Linked DNA regions of Gossypium hirsutum: region 1 is linked to region 2. Evidence: chromatin contacts called from public Hi-C data. All regions are on one chromosome and are shown on one strand. Each heading gives the region's core, a stretch centred on a gene start, on an enhancer-like site or on the middle of the called end of the contact. The rest is flanking DNA. Distances are from core to core; before and after follow the strand shown.

Region 1 (4,278 bases), core at 1,153-3,652, 120 kb after region 2:
CCTTCTCTTTAAGTGCCCCAATTTCAGATTCTGCATCATGCAATGAATCATTGTTGCTCTCTAGTTGCTTCATGACTGAGTCCAGAGATTCTGATGCAGATCTTTCCAGCTTCTTAGCTTCCTCAATCTGCATTTCTAATTCGTTGACCCTATTCTTCCATTCCTCTACGACATTGCGCGCATAAGATTCGGCCATTCTCGCCGCCTCTAAATCAACATTAATTTGTTCAATCTGAGCCTCCTTTCCCATCAACTTCTCCTCATAGTTCTTTGCTTTCTCAAGTTCTTGTTTCAATGACTCTATCTCTGCCTTGAGCTTGAACTCCATTTCCATGTTTTCATTAGTCTCCATTTCACACTTTGAATCAATCAAGGACTTCAACCTAACCAATTCAGCTGAAAGAATCTCCACCTTCTCAGCATGGATTTCAGCAATCTTGGTTGCATCATCAGCATGGTTCAGCGCTTGGTTCTTAGCATCACATTTCATGGCTAGTTCCTGTTTCACCCTTTGAAGCTCCTGAGTGGTAGAGAGAAGAGCAGCCACATTCAAAGCATGCTGGTTCCTCACTGATTCAATTTCTTTCTGCCATTCTTCATCTTTCTTCTGAGCAGCTTCGATTCCTGCTTGTTCCAACTCAACTGCTCGGAACTTCTCAATCTCAGAGCTCTCTTCAGCTCTCTTTTGTGCAACCAAAGCCTCTCTAAGCTTTTCATTTGCATCGTCTACTGCTTTCTGCGCTTCTTTCAGCTCATCAATTGCTTGTGCCTTCTCTTTCTCAATCAATGATATCTGCTCCTTTGCTTTCTTTAAATCTTCCTGAACCGAGTTCAATTGAGCCTGCAACTCTGATCCCTTAGCCACCCGTGTTTGTGGTTTCTGAAAATCAAAACAACACATATTGCAAATGAAATTCCACTAGTTTCATAATTGAAATAATAGGTATAAGTTTGATTCTCTTCCACGAAACCAGTTTTCCTCTCTAAACATCAAAGGATACAAAATGCTTAGGAACTCATTTAAATAAAACTTCATTTCCTCAAAATTACTTGAAATACAACACATTATCTGGAAACATCAAGAAAAACTTCCCTTGCCTCCAAATCCTCTTAACCAGAATCTAATATCAATAAAAATCCCTTTTCAACCGTCAATCTTCTCGCGAATCAGAAATGTATAAAGATCAAATGCAGTAATATTTGACAGCATTGACGAAGAAACTTACATCAGGCGTGGTGGCAACCTTTGGTGATCTACGATCAATTGTAGGCTTTGAATTGAGGGATGTCCGTGGTGAACGCTCAACTGAATGGCGAGTACTTTGCAAGGGAGAGGGTGAATCAGGTTCTGGTTTAGCCAGTCCCCTGCTTACTTTGGTCGCCACTTTAGGCGTTGCAGGTGAAACCTTGGTAGGAGTTTCAAATAACCCAGATCTGTTTAAATGTTCAAAGGAATCATATTCTGAGCATAAGATCAAAGTCCCATTATTTTAAACACATAATGCAAAGAATATAAACAAAATTCATGTGGAAATAAAATTAAGCATGGATCTATGACCAGTATGGCAACATTTTCAACATAATTCATCAAGATCAGCGGATTATTCTACTGAATTATACATGTTTGCATATGCATTTTAAATATATGAACCTAACAAGCAAGGGAACTAAGAACAGAACACTCATAAAACAAGCTCAGGAATCAGGATTATGAATACAGAAAAATGAAGTAAAATCCATTTGAAAAAGGGAATCAAAGAACAAACTTAACTAAAAACAAAAGGGTGGGAATTACAGATAGACTGAGTGTTTCAATTTCCAAAACACGAGCTCTAAAAAGCATCAAAAAGCAGATCCAACATAATCCCAGAATTTAAGATAAAAAAAAAATCAAATGAAATGAAAAGAAAAACCCCCCAAAACAAGGCCTCGAACAAAGAAACAAAAAAAAAACCCCCAAAGCAGATCTAGTCTAAAATAAAAGAATTAAGGACGAAAGCTTAAAATTACATGGAAGAAAAAAGCGAGTGAGTGAGTGAGTGATACTTACTTCGTTTTAGCAGACATGTTGTTAATGAAAAGCAGCAGCAGATAGGTGAAGAAGCTTTGGAGTTTTAAACAAGGAAAAATAAAAGAGAAGAGTAATGGTAGCTAATTTGTAGACATTTTTGGAGAAGAAAATGTAAGTGATGAAGTTTAGTTTTTCTTGTTCAGCTTTGCTTGGTTTTGTAGAAAATTCAAGAAAGCAAATTATATAGGATGGTATTTTCTTGTCTCCACAACATAAAAAGAAACACCATCAGCCTGTTATTTCTTCTTTCCTTTTTTGAATCCTTACTTCTTTTTGCTGCTTTGTTTCTTTTTAGGTGTGAAGATGATGTGGGAAATTACAGAAATGACCCTGGGCTGTCCTTTGGATAGATCTAATTAAAAATTTATATTATCACGCCTATAGATAATACGGACATGACCGTTGAATATAGGTTAGTTGGTTGATTATTAATTGTAATGATTTAATATGAAAATTACTAATTTCAGGAATTAATTGGTACACAGCCGGTTATGCTTGATCTTCGATCGAATTGAGTAAAAAATATTTCAGTAAATTGAATTCACAAATCTTATTTTATCATCTTAACTCATTTGATTTTTTTTAATTAAGTTGAGTGAAATTGTTCAAGTTAAATTTAAAAAATTAAACAGGTCAAATAAAAATATTGTTACAGTATAAATAATTTCATATTAGAACACATAAATTTGAAAAAATATATATTTGAAAAAATTTCAAAGCAAGATAAAAAAAATAAGATACTTGAGTATGATAAATTTGAATCATTAATTAGGTCCCAAAATTATTGTTTTAGAAAATTTTTAAAATTTTATATTTTTTATATATTTTTTAGAATTTTTAGAATTTTTTTAAAAATATAAATTTTGAAAATTTTATAAATATTTTAAATTTTAAAAATTATTTTAAATTATTTTTTAATTTTTATTATGAGAGAGACCATTTTGCTTATTTTCAAAGTTGACAGGGACCAAAAGGGTATTTACACCAATCTATTATTTGAATTTTTCGAATTATTCAAGTTAATCGAATTGTGAAATTCAACTCGACTTGAACTCAAAACTCAAATCGAGTTATTTGAGTTGGCTCGAATAATTCAAAAAACTCGATTCAATAACACAAAATTCAATTTTTTTATTCTTTCGAATTAAATCGAGTTTTGCTCACCCTTACTGTCAGTGAAATTTTCAGACTTCAAAAACAAGGTCATGTGGTTGACAAATATCTTATAGGATATAGTAAAATATTAAAAATAATACATATATAAAAAATTTAAAACTGCTTGTAGAATAAAAAAAGTATTCTACTAATGTATCAAATACTTACGCTTTTATTATACCAAAAATTAATTTTAATTATTTAAGAAAAGCATAATTTAAATTTATATGAAAATATTTTAAATTTATTCATTTTTGTTTTAATTTAATAAAATATCATATAAGTTATTTACATATAGCTTAACAAAAAAATAGTGTCACATAGATAACAACATTACTTGTAGGTGAAAATTAAATTAAAACTAAAATTTTATGTATACCAAATTAAAATTTATGCATGACATTGTAAATTAGAACAAAATTAATGTATAATTTTAAGATTTATCCATTTTAGATATTATTGAGTATAAATTTTATACTATTAGATTCTTTTATCTAAAACATAAGATTTTTCTATTTGGTTGATGTAATGTAAGATTATCTAAAAATATATTTTACTAAATTTCCCTATAAAATACTTTTTTTTTAATTTATAAAAACTCAATCTCATCATCATAGGTGAGGCCTTGTTAATTATAATACAAATTATTAATACTAAATTATAACACACCCATTGGACTAAAGAAAAAAAAACTATATAATATCTATAGAAGTTTTATTCATCAATTACATCAAAAGTGGGACAATAAAGGTCTTATGCAGAAATCTTCATAGACATTTGTTTTACTTTTAAGCCAAGTTTTTAGTTGTTTTATTTAAATATTTGATATAAACATATTAAAAGATAAATATATTATTATCATATTTTTTATTATACTAAAAACTAAATTTTTAATTGAATTTATTTAAATCAAAGATTTTATAATTGTGTAAATATAAAACTTATATATAAATATAAAAGTATTAAATATGGTATATAAATACAAAAAATGGGTCAAAGATTGAAGGTAACTTTTTCACAGGCAAAACCCTATTATGCTCTTTTCAAGAAAG
Region 2 (4,243 bases), core at 444-2,943:
ATGAACCAACATCAACAATATGGTGACTTACTTAGAATGAGAGTGGTTGACAAGCTCGATAATTACCTTGGCTTACCCCTCCTCGTTGGGAAGAAAAAGTCTATGACCTTTCAAAGTATTACTAACCGTATTTCTTGCAAGATTAACAGTTGGTCTAAGAGGCTCCTATCTTGTAGGGGTAAAGAAATTTTCATTAAATCTATACTTCAATCCATTCCAACTTACGCTTTTTCAGTTTTCCTTGCTCCCAGAGGCATCATTGAAGACTTACAATTCAAAATTAATCGTATGTGGTGGAATGGTAAAGATAGAGGTCAGAGCTGGTCAATGCTCACTTGGGACAGAGTCTGCTTTCCCGAAGGCATGAACGGCCTCGGCTTTCGGGATCTTCTTCTTTTCAACTTGGCTCTCTTAGGCAGACAAGTTTGGAGACTTCTTACTTGTAAAGATACTTTGTGCTATCATGTGTTAAGTTCAAAGTACTTCCCTGATGGAGATATCTTTCGCCCTAAATGTATAGACAAGCCAACGTACACTTGGATCAGTATTGCTACTGCTACTAAAACCCTCGTGAATGATTTCGGTTGGCATATGGGCGACGGCAACAGCATCGAAATTTGTAAAGATAATTGGGGTTTTAAGGGTTTAAATGGTGATTCGTTTTGCTCCACTATTCTGACTTTCCATGAACGAAAAGTGAAAGACCTTTGGAACAATAACTACACGTGCTGGAACAAAGAAAGGGTGCATGAGCTTTATGGTAATAGTATGGGGGACCAAATTTGTAAAATTCTAATTATTGCAAAAGGTCCGAATGACAGAAAGGTGTGGTTTCATAACCCCCCACGGTTTCAATACCTCTAAGTCAGCTTATTCGTGGCTTCTCCTCAAGCAGGTGGGCTTTGGCCCTCATAGATTCTTCTGGAAAACAATCTGAAAGCTGAATACATTGCCCAAGATCCGTGTTTTTTGCTGGTGGGTGAGTTATGGCATTCTTCCTAAGTATGCTAAGATTTCTTCTATTCGTTAGGATTTTAGAAAAGAGTGTCCTAGGTGCGGTGCGAGGTGGAAACCCATAATCATGCCCTGAAAGATTGCCCCACCACTCGCGCCATTCTTGCTCTTGGTGGCCTTTACAATAGGCTCCTCATTAGAGAGTATTCACAATGCATCGACTGGATCGAGGACGTCATGCGTGTTTTGGATATGAAAGCGGTTGCCGACTGCATTACAACGCTTGGAACAGCTGGAACAATCACAATAACTTTGTCTTTAAGGGCAAGGAGGAAGATGTGAGGGTGGTCTGGGATAGAGCAATAACCCTTTGCCAAGATTTTCGTACTCATAACTTGGTTAACAAGCCGCTGCTGCCTGTTACTCCTGCTACTAAAAACTGGGTGAAACCTCCGCGCGGTTTTGTGAAAATTAACTTTGATGCCGCTGTGTCTAATAATAAGATTGGATATTGGGTGATTGCACGTGACTCCGATGGTTTCGTACTTGGAGGGTGGAGGCTTCAAAGATGTTGAAATGTTAGCTGCATGGGTGGAGCTTTATGCTTTTGAAGAGAGTTTGAAGTTTGCTTTCTCCCTTAATATTTCTAAAGTGATTTTCGAATCAAACCGTGTCAGCTTGGTTAACAAGGTGAAAAAACGTGGCAAGGATATTACCATGTTGGGCTACGGTCTGCAAGGAATTGGAAAATTTTAATTCGGTCATTTTCAATTGGGCCAACCGCAGCTATAATAGGATTGCGGCTTTTCTTTGCAAACAGGCTATTAAAAATAATTGTAATTGGACTTTTGACATGGATTATTCTATGGATATCCATGATTTTGTTATTAGTGATTCAATAAATTGAGTTTGACCCTTAGGTCTTTTTACAAAAAAAAAAAAAGAAAATTGTAAAATAAGATTGCTTTAGATAATGACTTAAACTCCCTACCTTGAACATCTATCATTGTTATTTCTGGTGCATCTTTACCATTAAAAAATCCATCGAATTCATGGTGCCTATCTAATTCTTCATCCTTTACTTCATTATTTTTTGAAAATCCCGCCTCATTAGATCTAATGCTCATAGTTCGCTGGTCATTCAAATCAAATTCAGTCACCCATTTCATCAACCTTCCAAGTTGTCGAATCCCTAATCTCTTATTACACTTTCCAATTACCTAATCCCCAAATACCTTATCAGATAGTTAATTCTTCACTACCCTTAGTAGCTCTAGCGCTCATAATCGCCTAGTCATTTAAATATAATTCAACATTCTCCCCAATTTCATCAAACCCCCAACTTGTCAAATCCCTAATCCTCAATTTCACTTTCTAATTCCTTATTCCCCAAATACCTTATCACATATTCAAATCTTTGCTACCAATGTTTCTAAACCACACCTACCCAATTCTAAATTTTGGAAACAAAGTCAAACCCTTATCGGAAATGGCAAATGGAAAATTTTCTATTCCTATGCTTGCCTTCTATTCCTTTTTGAAGAATGTTCAAAGTTTTACTTTTACTTTCGTGGGTACCATTCCAAAGCACCGCTTCATCCATGCTTTCATGAAAATGGAAATTTCCAAATGTTGTGGAAAGTGACAAATGTTATCACCCAAAATAGAATGAAACTGGTTGAAACATATTTGTAGGTTACTTCATATTACATGTGGCATCATCGATAGGCCAACTAATCTTGTTTTGCTAACTAGTTTTGTCACACCCCAAACCCGACCAAGACGGACCGACCTGAATTCGAAACATTACATTAGTCACTTAAGTGACTCTCCGGCTAACGACCACTCAAGACACACCCTGACCTTATAACACCTCAATTTTATCTAAGTAGTTATTTATTAATACGGACGCAAATTATGAGCCCATTTTAAACTATTTTTAGGTAATTTAACCTAAGGGCATTTCCGTCATTTTACCACCTATGGTAAAACTAACTTGGTTTTAGATCTAAATGTTTACCGATCGTCTTTTAGTCAAAATTATGCAAGCCTAAAAATTTTAATTTAAATTGAGTTTGTTTGCTGTGTCTAATTCAAGTTTTATTATTAGGGACTAAATTGTAACCATACAAACTATCAGGACCTATTCTGAATTACAAATTGTGTTTCTATCAAAATTTACCCTTTACGAGACTAATCCTAAAATTTTACCAAGTTTCCTTATCATCTTAGAGATCTAAGTAGACTAATAAACTTTCAAGACTAAATTAGAACTTAAACAAATCAAAATACCAATTTAAAAAGATAAAAAATTCAAACCCCCAAAAACCCACACGGCCGTGTCCCCCAGACCATGTGTCATTAAATACCCTTGTTCGTGTCGTGAAAAAATTCTAGGCAGATTGCACATGCCCGTGTGGGAATCCCAAACACCCGTGTGTGATAGCTCCAGTTTCCACACGCCCGTGTGCAACCCCTCACAAGCCCGTGTGGACAAGCACATGCCCGTGTGAAAACCACTGCACCTATTTTCGAGAAAAACTCATTTTAAAACCCGATTTTACATATTTTATTGGTCAAATTAACCCGATTTAATTATGATTAACTAACATACATATACATAGACCTTCAATTGAATTTATTGACATCAATTAAGCCTTAATTAAATAGAATTTGGCAATCAATTTCATGCACATCAAACACCGAATAAATCTAACAAGTGGTTTACCTTAGTCGCTAGTAAACCACTCCATGGAAGCTTCAATTAAACAATTGTTAGTATAAATTCCATGCTCCACACACCATGTTATCAATCACCGTGTTATCAAGTAACAATACACCGTAAATCATCCAATAATTAAACTCAAACATGCCTCAAAATTATTATAAAACCATCCCAAATAAATGTTCAATGTCCGAAGTCTAATTACAACCAAAATCAAACTAATTCTCGGGAGTACCACAATGCCCAATTACAATCTCTAAAATGTGTAATAAAGTCTCTACCAAGCCTAAGTCTCTTGGAACTCCCTTGCTTGGCTCCTCAGCTCCTCAATCCTGACAATTATCTGCATGAATGTGAGGGTGTGAACTTTAAAAAGCTTAGCGAATGTTAATAAAAATGACTAGTAAATCAACATCCAATTCATGCTTAATTCACAATCAATCATTCACCAATTGTCAGCCAATATAATTAACATGTCAATTTAATTTCCAAAAGCATTTTCCATTCCAAAAATCAATTATTCATGGCTTTCAATTATCAATTGACATAACAACAATCATAGAT

Evidence for each region. Hi-C and Micro-C count contacts between places; a contact is called where the count stands out from the background.
Region 1: a contact with region 2 is called in a Hi-C map of leaf, with 2.2 times the contacts expected there. The contact joins the promoter of LOC107950533 here to the enhancer-like site in region 2. A contact is called at or near these places in 4 of 34 Hi-C or Micro-C datasets (hypocotyl and leaf).

Annotation. Positions count from the first base shown.
Region 1 is chrD03:9,217,326-9,221,603 of Gossypium_hirsutum_v2.1, forward strand. LOC107950533 (WEB family protein At3g02930, chloroplastic) reads right to left here and starts at 2,403. Exons shown (of 3, transcript XM_016885402.2): 1 at 2,051-2,403; 2 at 1,227-1,434; 3 at 1-880. The coding sequence starts at 2,067.
Region 2 is chrD03:9,095,933-9,100,175 of Gossypium_hirsutum_v2.1, forward strand. No RefSeq gene overlaps it. Among protein-coding and RNA genes, the nearest start is that of LOC107950019, 31 kb to the left of the region's middle. Within about 2 kb of position 1,694, at least 4 of the 9 cell types and tissues checked have an H3K27ac peak or open chromatin away from gene starts, as enhancers often do. A contact at or near this core is called in leaf, where this site is marked.